Regions from separate parts of the Sus scrofa genome. Here region 2 is linked to region 1. The links are chromatin contacts, called in public HiChIP or PLAC-seq maps. All regions are on one chromosome and are shown on one strand. The core of a region is the stretch at or near the end of the contact, and the rest is flanking DNA. Distances in the headings are between cores, read along the strand shown.

Evidence for each region. HiChIP or PLAC-seq counts read pairs in DNA pulled down with a chosen protein or histone mark.
Region 2: a contact with region 1 is called in an H3K27ac HiChIP or PLAC-seq map of skeletal muscle. The contact joins the enhancer-like site here to the promoter of CDC42BPA in region 1. A contact is called at or near these places in 3 of 5 promoter capture datasets (fetal liver, fetal skeletal muscle and liver), 21 of 47 Hi-C or Micro-C datasets (adipocytes, alveolar macrophages, embryonic fibroblasts and 11 more) and 2 of 2 datasets of contacts at active chromatin or transcription factors (alveolar macrophages and skeletal muscle).

What each region holds. Positions count from the first base shown.
Region 1 is chr10:14,939,080-14,944,606 of Sscrofa11.1, forward strand. It overlaps CDC42BPA (serine/threonine-protein kinase MRCK alpha), which reads right to left and starts at 1,909. Exons shown (of 40, transcript XR_002336229.1): 1 at 421-1,909.
Region 2 is chr10:15,018,418-15,024,197 of Sscrofa11.1, forward strand. No RefSeq gene overlaps it. Among named protein-coding and RNA genes, the nearest start is that of AHCTF1, 21 kb to the right of the region's middle. Within about 2 kb of position 1,509, at least 26 of the 83 cell types and tissues checked have an H3K27ac peak or open chromatin away from gene starts, as enhancers often do. A contact at or near this core is called in fetal liver, fetal skeletal muscle, liver and 5 more, where this site is marked.

The DNA.
Region 1 (5,527 bases), core at 659-3,158:
TACTGCCATGCATCAGACAGCCGTGAGCAACAATCCATTTTTGCCCATCACAGAATTATTCAAAATCTCTTGCTGCTGACCAAAAACCACAGTCCTTCCTCACAAGTTCCTCATTAAATCAAGGCAACAACTAAAGTGGCATGTTTTACTCTTGGGAAAATATTTACCAAAAACCAGAAGGAAAAAAAAACCTTGAATACTTGCTGCCTATTCTTTTATTGCATATACATTTAAATACATAATATATACCATATAGCATATATACTGATTTAATATATATGCTATTATTATTAAATATACTTAACATACCAAATATATATATTAATATAGTCATTACAGAGTAGAGTTTATCATGATAACTCCCTACAACAATTAAATCTTTATGCCCAGCTAAAGAGGTTTTATTTTAAATACACTTACCCCATTCTAGGTATTCAAGAATGTTCTTCTCTCTTCTCAGTGGAGAATTATTGCATTCATCATAAAGGCAGATGAGGATATCCAGTAACGTTTCCACACTGAAGCACTGCCCATTGGTCTGAGCCGGCCCATCCAAAATAAACTGCTCCAACTGCCTCAAACGCACTTCTCCAGACATGTTTGCTTCAATTTCGGCTGGGTTTTCTTGCAATAACTAGAACGACTTTGACTATGATTATCTGATCCTAAATTGTAAAAGCTGTGGTTTTAAAAATAAACCACTTGTTATTCAAACAACTGTCATGCAGTGCCGGGGCTGAATGCAACATCCAACCCACCAGGAACCTCACTTAACTGAAGCGTCTTCAATTTCGCACATATACATATATCTTGAGGGAAAGTTATCATAAAATAGATATTTAATACATTTTTCAAAGAATAATACAATTAAGTCGTATATTTAAATAAAATAATTAAAAAGTACAGCGAACCAAAGAGTCAACACTTCTTATTAAAAAAGGGAAAAAAAGAAAAAAGAAAAAAACTCTTCTCCTTCATTCAAAATTCAACTCGTGCAACATAATCCTGAAACGAATCCGGTTGCATCATTAATGAATTAAGTCCGATCTGCATCAGCAATTCACTTCCCAGGCAGAAGGAAAACCGAAAAGGGAGGAAAAAACCAGAATGTATATAAGGGGGAGGGAAAACCAAAAATTCTGCTGCAAATCCTCCCAACCACCACTGGGATAACGCCTCAGCGGCAATTTCTCCAGCGGGAAAGGGAGGTGGCGAGGTCCCAGAAGCAGCCCTGGGCTCGGAGCACGCCAAGTCTTCCCCGGAGGAGGCTTTTCCTTTCTCCTCCTGAGCTCCTTCTTCCTAAGGCTTTGCAGTTAGTCCCATTTCCAACGGATTACGATGAAAACTCTTCATTTTTCTCCCCGCTTCTCCCAGGGGCCTGACTGGCTGCGGGCGGCACTCGCCCCCGGCTCCGGGAGCGGCGGCTACTCGGCCGCCCGAGCCCGCTCCATGTCGGTGGTCGCTGGGCCGCCGGCCTGGGCCGCGCCGGGCGGAGAGCCCGGTCTCCCCCTCACCAGCACCGCGGCCGCCCGCCCGCCGACGCTCCCGACGCCCGGGCGAGGAGGTGCTTTTCTGGATTCAGAGGACGCGGACGGCAGCAGCTGCGGCGGCGAGGGCGCGGGCGGCTCCGGCAGCTAGTTCTCCTCCTTCTTCACACCCCGGGGTTAAGGGCATCTTTCCCCGGCAAGGAGGGAAGCGGCCGAGGCGCCGGAGGAGGGGTTGGTGCCGCTGGTAAGGAGACCAGGGGCTGCCGCAGCCCGGCTCGCAGCCACTCCCTTCCTTTCCCTCCACCCCTCCCCCGCCTTCCCCGTCCTCTCGCGCTCGCGCCCTGGGCTCCGCGAGGCTGCTCCAGGCCCGCCGCGCGCAGGCGGAGGTTCGCCGACGAGTCCGGATCCAATATGGCGGCCCCCGCCCCCTCCCCCGACACGCGCGCACACGCCCTCTCCCCGCCCCGCCCCCGCCCGAGCCCAGCCGGCGCGGCGGGGTCCGGTCCTGCGGCCGCGCAGAGCCGAGCCCAGGCCCTGGGCGGGTGGGGGCGGGGGCGCGGGCGCCTGCACCACCCCGAGGGGAGGGTGGGGACGCCTCGGCAGCCCAGGCTGCGGCAGCCGCAACGTGGAATGCAGGGATACGGGAGGACTAGCGAGGCCGCGGCGGCGGCGGCGGCGGCGGGAGCGGACGGTCTGGAGGCGGGAGGACCCGGGCGCGGGCTGGGAACTGCGCCACCGCCGCGCTGCTGCTCCCGGTTCCTCGAGGCTTCTGGTTCGTACGGATCGCGAAGCGGGGCTTCCTCCTGGTCCTCGGAGGCACCACCTGACTGGCGCGTTTGCTAAGGGGACGCAGAAGCTGACAGCATAAGGCTTTCAACACCTCCGTAAAAGACCGTGTCTTTCTCACCATCTCTACCTGCTCACCTCTCGCCCCCCAAATTCAGTTCGCAAGCATTCCGAAGTAATGATTTCCTTGGTGTCTAATTGCACCACCTCTTGTGTCATTACCCAGGACAAATACAATGACAGACTTGTATGCGCTACCCTCCAAGTCCTGAGTGTGTGCGCGAGAGTAGAATTCCCTAGTCTGTTCCCAAAAGTTTCCCTCTGTAGAGCACAGTGTTTTCTCTCCACAACTATTCTAGCGGCTGCCTGTTTATTCCCAGCGAAGGTTACCACCTACGAGGCATTCAGCCAATGAAGGGGAGTCAGATAGTCCCCTATCGTCAAATCTCCATCCCCTGTTCGTGGGCGCGCACGTAACCCCACGGCACAGCACAGAAACCCGGCAGCAAAGGCAGGTCATTCATCAGGTACAGTTCCTGATGCAATTAGGACCTTCCAGGTTTTTTGAATCTCGATTTTAGGAGAGAACGCTCTACAAATTTTTCATGGAAGAGCCCACATTTAAATGTATCCTTAAACTGGGTCACTGCATATCTGTCATTTCCTTCTCAAAACTGCCATCTCCTCCATAATTTTTGTCCAAAATACATTTATTTTATATTCCTTTCCTACACCCGTGAGGCAGTTAGGTTTACTATGTTCATGCCCACAATTGCCCATAGGGAAGCTGAAGAAGAACTAGAAATCAGGGTCTAGAAGTCTAAAAATAAAACCTAACATTAATTATTCAAATTGCTGTCATTCACAAAACATTGTGAATCTTTTGTGAAATCTACACTTGGTGTGGCTTAAATGCACAGCATTCTTTTTCCAACAAGCTCTTAACACAAGAGAGATATTTACATAGCCTCAGACAAAAGATGGATCATTTCTAGGCAGAACATCTTTACATGTGTGTGTTGGCTAGTTACAAAAGTAGTAGAAAAGCAAAAAGTTTAATCCTAACACACATGATATTTTGGTGTTTATTAAAGTCTTTTTCCTATGAATTTTAATAAAAGTGTTACACAATAAAAGACAGTTTTAGAGCCTCCTGTTTTCACTTAATATATAATGAGCCTGTTTTCTGGTCAGCCCTTATTCTTCAACAGCATGGTTTTTAACAGTGAAGCCAAAATGCTTTTACCCTTTCACTTGACCATGAGGTCGGGTAACAAAGAAAGAAGCGATTTCTCTGCTTTGACACCACAGAGCTGGCTCCAAGATACCTACTTGTCCAACGTGTAAATAACTCTAAAGAAGAGTTTAAGAGAGAACCTAAGCCATATTAGATCACAATAAATGCTAATTAACAGTGAATATATATGAGATACAGATACGTTAACAAAAGAGTCACGCTGCTGGTCCTTGCCACCTATGCTGTTAGCACTCAGGAGCCACCCACAGTCTAGGGTATTGATGGTTGCTTAATAACCTTTTCCACATTATTTAGACAGTAAAGGGAGAACTTACTTTATTTCAAAAAAAAAAAAAAAGGCACAAAGAGAAGTAGGAAGGTTGAACCCAATCAATTTTGCTTGAATAATTCAAGCTCAGAGACTTAATAATTAACTAGACACTAAACACATTGTGTGGGTGTTATTTTAAATGTTCCGGTTGAAGTGTGAACATGCTTGTTAATGAAACCGGTCTCAAGCCAAAGAAAGGCGCAGCCCCAGCAGCCCCACAGTGCTTGAAGTGCTTCTGCAAAACATGAGTGCTACAGGCTGCATGGCAGGGTGTTCTTTGCATAAAGAGCCTCGAGGAGGTCTCTTTTGTGAAATTTTGCTGGGGGGCCCAGAGACTTGATGTATACCACTGCAAGCACAGTGTGTTTGAAATAATCAGAAAAAGTTTTAGGAAGTTGCTGGGAATTATTTTGACCTTTCAGAAAGGAAACAGGGCAGGAAAGGACAGAGAGATAAGAGAGTGAAAAGATTAAGGCAAGAGTCTTTAAGCCTGGTCCAAGGAAGCCTCCAGTTCTGGCCTAAGAGCAGAATTAATCCGTCAGTTAATATTGATAACAACCAGCCCACTCTTACCTTGCTCTATCTTACCCCAGAATAAGTATCAGTTCAATATTGAACAGGGTCCAAAGCAGATGAGAGTCACAGCAGAGTTTCACGTATAGTAACACACAAACATTTCACTCCATCCCCTTTCAGCCCAGCTGATACATCCCGACCCTGCAATTGATGGACTTGGCATAGCACCCTCTGAGGATAAAACACCAGCAAATGCTTGTCCTCACTTCATGTGTGCCTCCTGATATGAGTAATACCAACTGCAAAGGCTTATTTAAAAAAGGAGGAGGGAGACATTGTAATTAATAATTGCCTCTTTTACAGAACTCACAATGTGTAAAATACCTTCCAGAGTACTTTGAGCATATTATTCAATTCAATCATTATAACCACATGAAATAGAGTATCATTTCCACATCTTTGATAAGTATCATTTCCACATCTTTGATAAGTTCATTTCCACATCTTTGATAAGATATCATTTCCATATCTTTGAAACACCTTTAGAGATATCTTGTATAACTTGGGAATGACAGAAAAGCTAGCAAGTGATGCAGGAGCTAGAGATCTACACCAGGCCTGTCTCATTCCAGAGTCATGGTTCTAATCACTAAATAAGAGAGGTCTGAAAGATCAGCAGGGAGTTCCCGTCATGGCACAGCGGAAACGAATCTGACTAGGAACCACGAGGTTGCAGGTTTGATCCCTGACCTCACTCAGTGGGTTAAGGATCTGGTGTTGCCGTGAGCTGTGATATAGGTCACAGATACAGCTTGGATCCTGCATTGCTATGGCTATGGTGTAGGTCAGCTGCTACAGCTCCGATTAGACCCCTAGCCCAGGAACCTCCATATGCTGCAGGTGTGGCTCTAAAAAAGACAAAAAATAGATCTGCAGAACTCCATAAACCCAACTCCTCCTTCCTGTTGTCACCAGGAAGCAGTGGGATATAGTTGTTAATTCACATATCTGGGCATTACAAATTGACAGCAGGGCAAAAGAGGGAAACATATATGATGTGTCAAGGTCCAACCAGAAAAAGAGAAATCAGAGAGTTTCCTAGTGGCCTAAGTGTTAAGGATCCAGAGTTGGCGCTGCAGTGGCTCAGGTCACTGCTGTGGCATAGGTTTG
Region 2 (5,780 bases), core at 259-2,758, 79 kb after region 1:
GGCGCAGCGGAAACAAATCGGACTAGTATCCACAAGGTGGTGGGTTCGATCCCTGCTCTCACTGAGTGGGTTAAGGATTTGGCGTTGCCGTGAGCTCTGTTGTAGGTTGCAGACGTGACTCAGATCCCACATTGTTGTGGCTGTGGTGTAGGCTGGCAGCTGTAGCTCTGATTTGATCCCTAGCTTGGGAACTTCCATATGCCGCAGGTGAGGCCCTAGAAAGAAAGGAAGGAAGGAAGGAAGGAAGAAAGAAAGAAAGTCTAATCTGTGTGCTCTTTTTGAGCTTGTTGATTCTGATACAACACCTAATATGCTCGAGAACCACTCTTGTAAATGAAGATGCTGCAGGAACCCCAGGATGCAATTTGTTGGATTATGGACAGCAGACGAGGGTGCAGCCACGTCAGCTGAAACCTGTGGCTCTGGAAACGTGTTTCATTCAGCACCTCAGCTGCCTCTCGTGTCAAGCACTGTGTCATCTGGGTCCAGACTCCTCCACCCCCAGCGGCTTTAGTGAGTCTGGCCACCTCCTCTCCCTGGGAAAGCACAGGAGCAAGGCTAGTAAGCCCTGGTCAGGTTCAGCAGAGAGGTCCCTGGGGACACTCTATCTCCTTATTTTGTTTTTTAATCTTTGGGATCAGTGGTTCACTTCCAGGTCCAGCAAGAATGGTTGGCAAGCGACGGTTGTTAGGTGGGGGAAGCACTGGCCTGGAACACAGAGATCTCGAGCTCAAAGGAAACGGTGTGGCCTGGTTAGAGCAGCTGGGGAGCTGATAGCAGCTGAGCGGAGAACAGAAGCTCAGGCGGGAAGGCAGAAAGCAATTTAGCTTTAGGGGGTTCCATTCCCCTGGTATATAGAAACGTTACAGAAAAGCCTACATAGCACTATAACTAAAACCCGCACTCCCACCACCTAGAATTAAGAACTGTTACCATCGTGTCAAATGAAAAGGCTCTGTTTTAAAGCAGAGGTGAGAGAACAGGAGGAAACAGGCGACGCATTTCTGAAATCTTTTTTAATGAAGACTGTCCTTGTTCTTTTATCAGGACACTTTTTGACAGTGAGGTTTCCACATAGCTGCTAAAAATAACTTGTAAATTTGCCTAGCTGGAGACTGGAGAGTCGGAATTTACAAATAACGATGAGCAGAAAAAGAGCTGAAAAGGAAGCCAGCTCTTTTCTCTGGGAATAAACAGAACATGCTTTTGGACAAGCACCTCCTGAAGAGAGCAGGGAAGGATATCGGGCTAGTCCAAGAGAAATCAGGCTACAGATCATTAAAGTTTAAGGCTTTCCCATCTCTGTTGATGGAGCTGGAGCCAAACCTGGAAGCCACAGAGGAGAGGCCCATTACCAAGGGCACTCCAAGGGCACTCCCCTCCCTGGCTGACCTTGAACTACTGCTTGGGGGGGAGGGTCACCCATCAAAGCCCAGAGGCAGTAAGTATATGGGCTGAAGTAACGTTCATGAGCCTCTGTGCTTGTTCCCAGGGTGGGGACAGTATGGATGTCTCTAGGCTGAAGAGCTGGTCTCCCAAAAGGACAAAGACATGCTGTGCGGAGCTGATCCAAGAGCAGGCGGGGGAGGGGCTGTCATCTTTGCTCTGATCCAGCCAGTTTCACAGCCCCAATAGCGACGATAAGAACCTCCAAAATGAAACTACCCGTGGCACTGAGGACCTGCTTCTCTTTTTGTGACATCCTCATTCCATCAGTAAAGGGAAAATATATGTATTTCTTAAAATACTTGGAGTTCCCATTATGGCTCAGTGGTAATGAGCCCAACTAGTATCCACGAGGATGCAATTCGATTCCTGGCCTCGCTCAGTGGGTTAAGGATCTGGCATTGCTGTGGCTGTGGCACAGGTCACAGACATGGCTCAGATTGGTGTTGCTGTGGCTGTGGCATAGGCTGGCAGCTGCAACTCTGATTTGACCCCTAGCCTGGAAACTTCCATATGCCATGGGTGCAGCCCTAAAAAGACCAAAAAAAAAAAAAAATGGGTTTGCTTAGACAAACCCATTTCCCCTGCAGGCAGGCCAAAGACAGAGGATGTTAGGGGAGTTCTTCTTGCTCTAGTTACTAGAGAGCCAGTAGAAGGAAACCTAGATTAGATACCCACTGGGTACTGATCTTTTGCGTATCTATTGCTAAATCGAATAGTTATTGGAAAGTTTAATAATGCTAAGCATGCAACTCCACTGGGCAGCCTCAGTAAAACTTCCTGTACCCACACCTAGGTGCACAGCTGCCTCGTGACAGCATGTCCCCCTACACACGTAGGTCTCTATCACAGGACGCCCCAGTCCCCACCCCACCCCCTCCAGAAGCGCTAGGTGCCATCACAGTCACAGTCCAGTTGTGACCCCTCCGAACCTCTACTGATGCAAAGGAAGCATGTTAGCTGCTGCCAGAGCAAACTGCCAAGGAAGCCTGCAGAAGCACTCAGGCTCATTAAAAACCAATAATAATAAATGGATTTTTCACCTGGTTTCCTATGGAAAAAATAATACTGGGGAGGAAAAAAAAAGAAAATGTAGAATACGTGTGTGCATGCGCGCCTCACTCTCATCTCAGAAATTCATTATTTCAGCTAATAAACTTTTTTTTTTTTTTTTTTTTTTTGCTTTTTAGGGCTGCACCTGTGGCATATGGAGGTTCTCAGGCTAGGGGTCGAATCAGAGTGCAGCTGCCAGCCTACACCACAGCCATAGCCACGTGGGATCCGAGCCATGTCTTTGACCTATACCACAGCTCAGGGTAATGCTGGATCCTTAACCCACTGAGCAAAGCCAGGGATCGAACCCTCATCCTCATGGATACTAGTCAGATTCGTTTCCACTGTGCCACAACAGGAACTCCAACCCACTGATCCCTAACCCTCAAGGATGCTGGTCGGGTTTATAACCCACTGAGCCACAATGGGACCTCCCCAGCCAATAGACATTTTTGACCCCTACTATGTGCAAAGCTCTGTGCTTGATTCTGTTAACAAACAGGAGCAAGACACAGTCCCAGGCTTCCAGGAGCTCACAATTAGAGGAGAACATCATACATAAATAAAAACTAGGAAGTCGTGTTATACGTTCTATAATAAAGACTCATTCTTCTATTCAACAAAGATTTATTGTTCACGATGTGCCAGCCTCAAGTATGAACACATCATTTGGAGAGCACAGAGGCCAAGTGTAACTACCGTTCCTCTTTCCAACACGGAAGATGTGATAAACGACCTCCCGTGCTTATGCTCTTGAAGATTACGGTCCAGATCTTTTCATAGACCCCTCACATCTGGTGTGTGGCAAACAGAATAAATACGGCCTTCTCAGAATGGATTTCCTGTCCTGTTATTCACCAGGCAGTTTCAACCTCATCTGTCTTTGCCATTCATTCACCAGTTCTGTAAACACTTAGCGAACACCTTCAATATGCTGGGAACAGGGGTGGCACAAACAGGAAGCCCTCTGGTTGTTCACAGCTCAATGGGGGGAAGCCAGCAAATAACAGACAGACAATATGGGGAACACGGTGTCACAGGCATGGGGTCCCTGTGAAGGGTGCACAGCGGAAGGGCTGGTACCCCAGCCTGGGGCGGGCAGGGAGGGCCTGGGAAGGCTTTTTGGAGTGAAGGCTAAGCTGAGTCTCAAAGGAGGATGCGTGGGAAGAAAACTAAGTTGTGTGCGTCAGAAGGACGGCATTTCAGGCAGAGAGAGACAGAGCCGGGAGATGCTGCATGGGCTCAAGGAGAGCGCCAGGCTGTCCGACCTCCTGAGCTTTGCATTTCCCAAAGCTTGGTCTTGTCCGAGGTGCTTGGCATTGGTGAGCTTTCTTCAGCTAGCTGATTATAATAATAATTAATCTAATTATAATAATTGTTATTATTCTTTTGCTTTTTCTTTTTTAAAGGCTGCACCTGCGGCATATGAAAGTTCCCAGGCTAGGGGTCGAATCAGAGCTGTAGTTGCCAGCCTATGCCACAGCCACAGTGATGCAGGATCCGAGCCTCATCTGCAAAGTATACCACGGCTCATGGCAATGCTGGACCCTTAACCCACTGTTCGAGGCCAGAGATCAAACCCGCATTCTCATGGATACTAGTCAGGTTCACTGAGCCGCAACAGGAAGTCCCCAGGTAACCAAATTCTTGAGAGGATGAAGGAGCAAGTAGAACACCAGTTTCTCAAGGCTGTCGGGTGGGCCAGATGTTCTTGTGGGCACTGGGATCCGGATATGTGCAGAAGGATGCTGAGTGAGCGTGAAATTGGAGCAAGTTGCAAAGCCAATGATCTTGTCATCAACTCCTGACAGCCCTGTATCGATGTGGTCATTACCAGCTCCTCTCCCGTTCACTTCGCAGCCAAGCCTCCAGGAGGCACCACTTTTCATTTCTCCTGCGCCACAATGGGAATTCCGAGGCACCCATTTTCTCCATGTCCTCAGCCCACATACTGCCCACCCCGCTGTAATCTGGATTCTACCCTGAAGCTGCCTTCACCTCGGTCACAATCTCTTGCTCAATGCAGGATTCCTTTCAGCCCCTCTTGTTCTTGGCGTCTCTACAGCTTTTGGACCTGAGACCTGCTCTCAGGCTTCCTTCTGCTTGCCTACACCACTCCTGTTTTTCCCCCTGATGCTTCTGGCTGCTACTTCCCAGGCCCCTTTGCATCTTCCTTCCTTCTTTTCTGCCAGTCCTGCAATGATTGTTTTCCTCTCTGTCCCCCTCTAGGTAAGATCACAGTGTCAGTTGGATCTCTACAGTCTAAAGATCCCAAATGGCTCAAATGGCCTTTTGAAAAAAATCGTGATAAAATACATGTAACATATATGTACCATCATAGCATTTGGGGGTTCTTTTTTTAATCATCATCACTGTTAGGCGCCCAGTTCAGTGGCATCAAGTATATTCACATTGTTGTGCAACCATCACCTCTGACCATCTCCAGAAGGCTTTCTTGCAAATCTCAACCTTGGCACTTATTAAACAACTCCCCTTTGCCCACTCCCCCAGCTCCTGGCCACCACCATCCTACTCTCTGTCTTTTTGAGTTTGACTACTCAAGGTACCCTGTGTTTGACTACTCAGGATACCCCGTGTAAGTGGAATCAGACAGTATCTGTCCTTTCATGACTGCCTTGTTTCATTTTGCAAAATTCCCTCGAGGTTCATCCATGATGCAGCATGTGTCAGAATTTCCTTCCTTTTTAAAGCTGAATGACATTTCATTATGTGTATTCACCACACTTTGTTTATCCACTCATCCATCCACAGACACAGGTTGTTTCCGCCTCTCGGCTATTGTGAATAATGTTGCAAGGAACATGGGCGTACAAATATCTCTTTGAGGCCCCGGTTTCAATTCTTTAGGAGACACACACACACACACACACACACACACACACACGCATATGGATTCTTATATCCAGATCTGTGTGTGTGTGTGTGTGTGTGTGTGTGTGTGTGTATTACTGGAATTACTGGATCATATGATAGTTCTATTTTTAATTTTTTTTTATTTTGTCTTTTCTAGGGGTGCACCCATGGCATACGGAGGTTCCCAGGCTAGGGGTCTAATCAGAGCTGTAGCCGCCGGCCTACGCCAGAGCCACAGCAACACAGGATCCAAGCTGCGTCTGTGACCTACACCACAGCTCACGGCAATGCTGGATCCTTAACCCACTGAGCAAGGCCAGGGATTGAACCCGAAACCTCATGGTTCCTAGTCGGATTCCTTCACCACTGAGCCACAACAGGAACTCCCATTTTTGATTTCTTGAGGG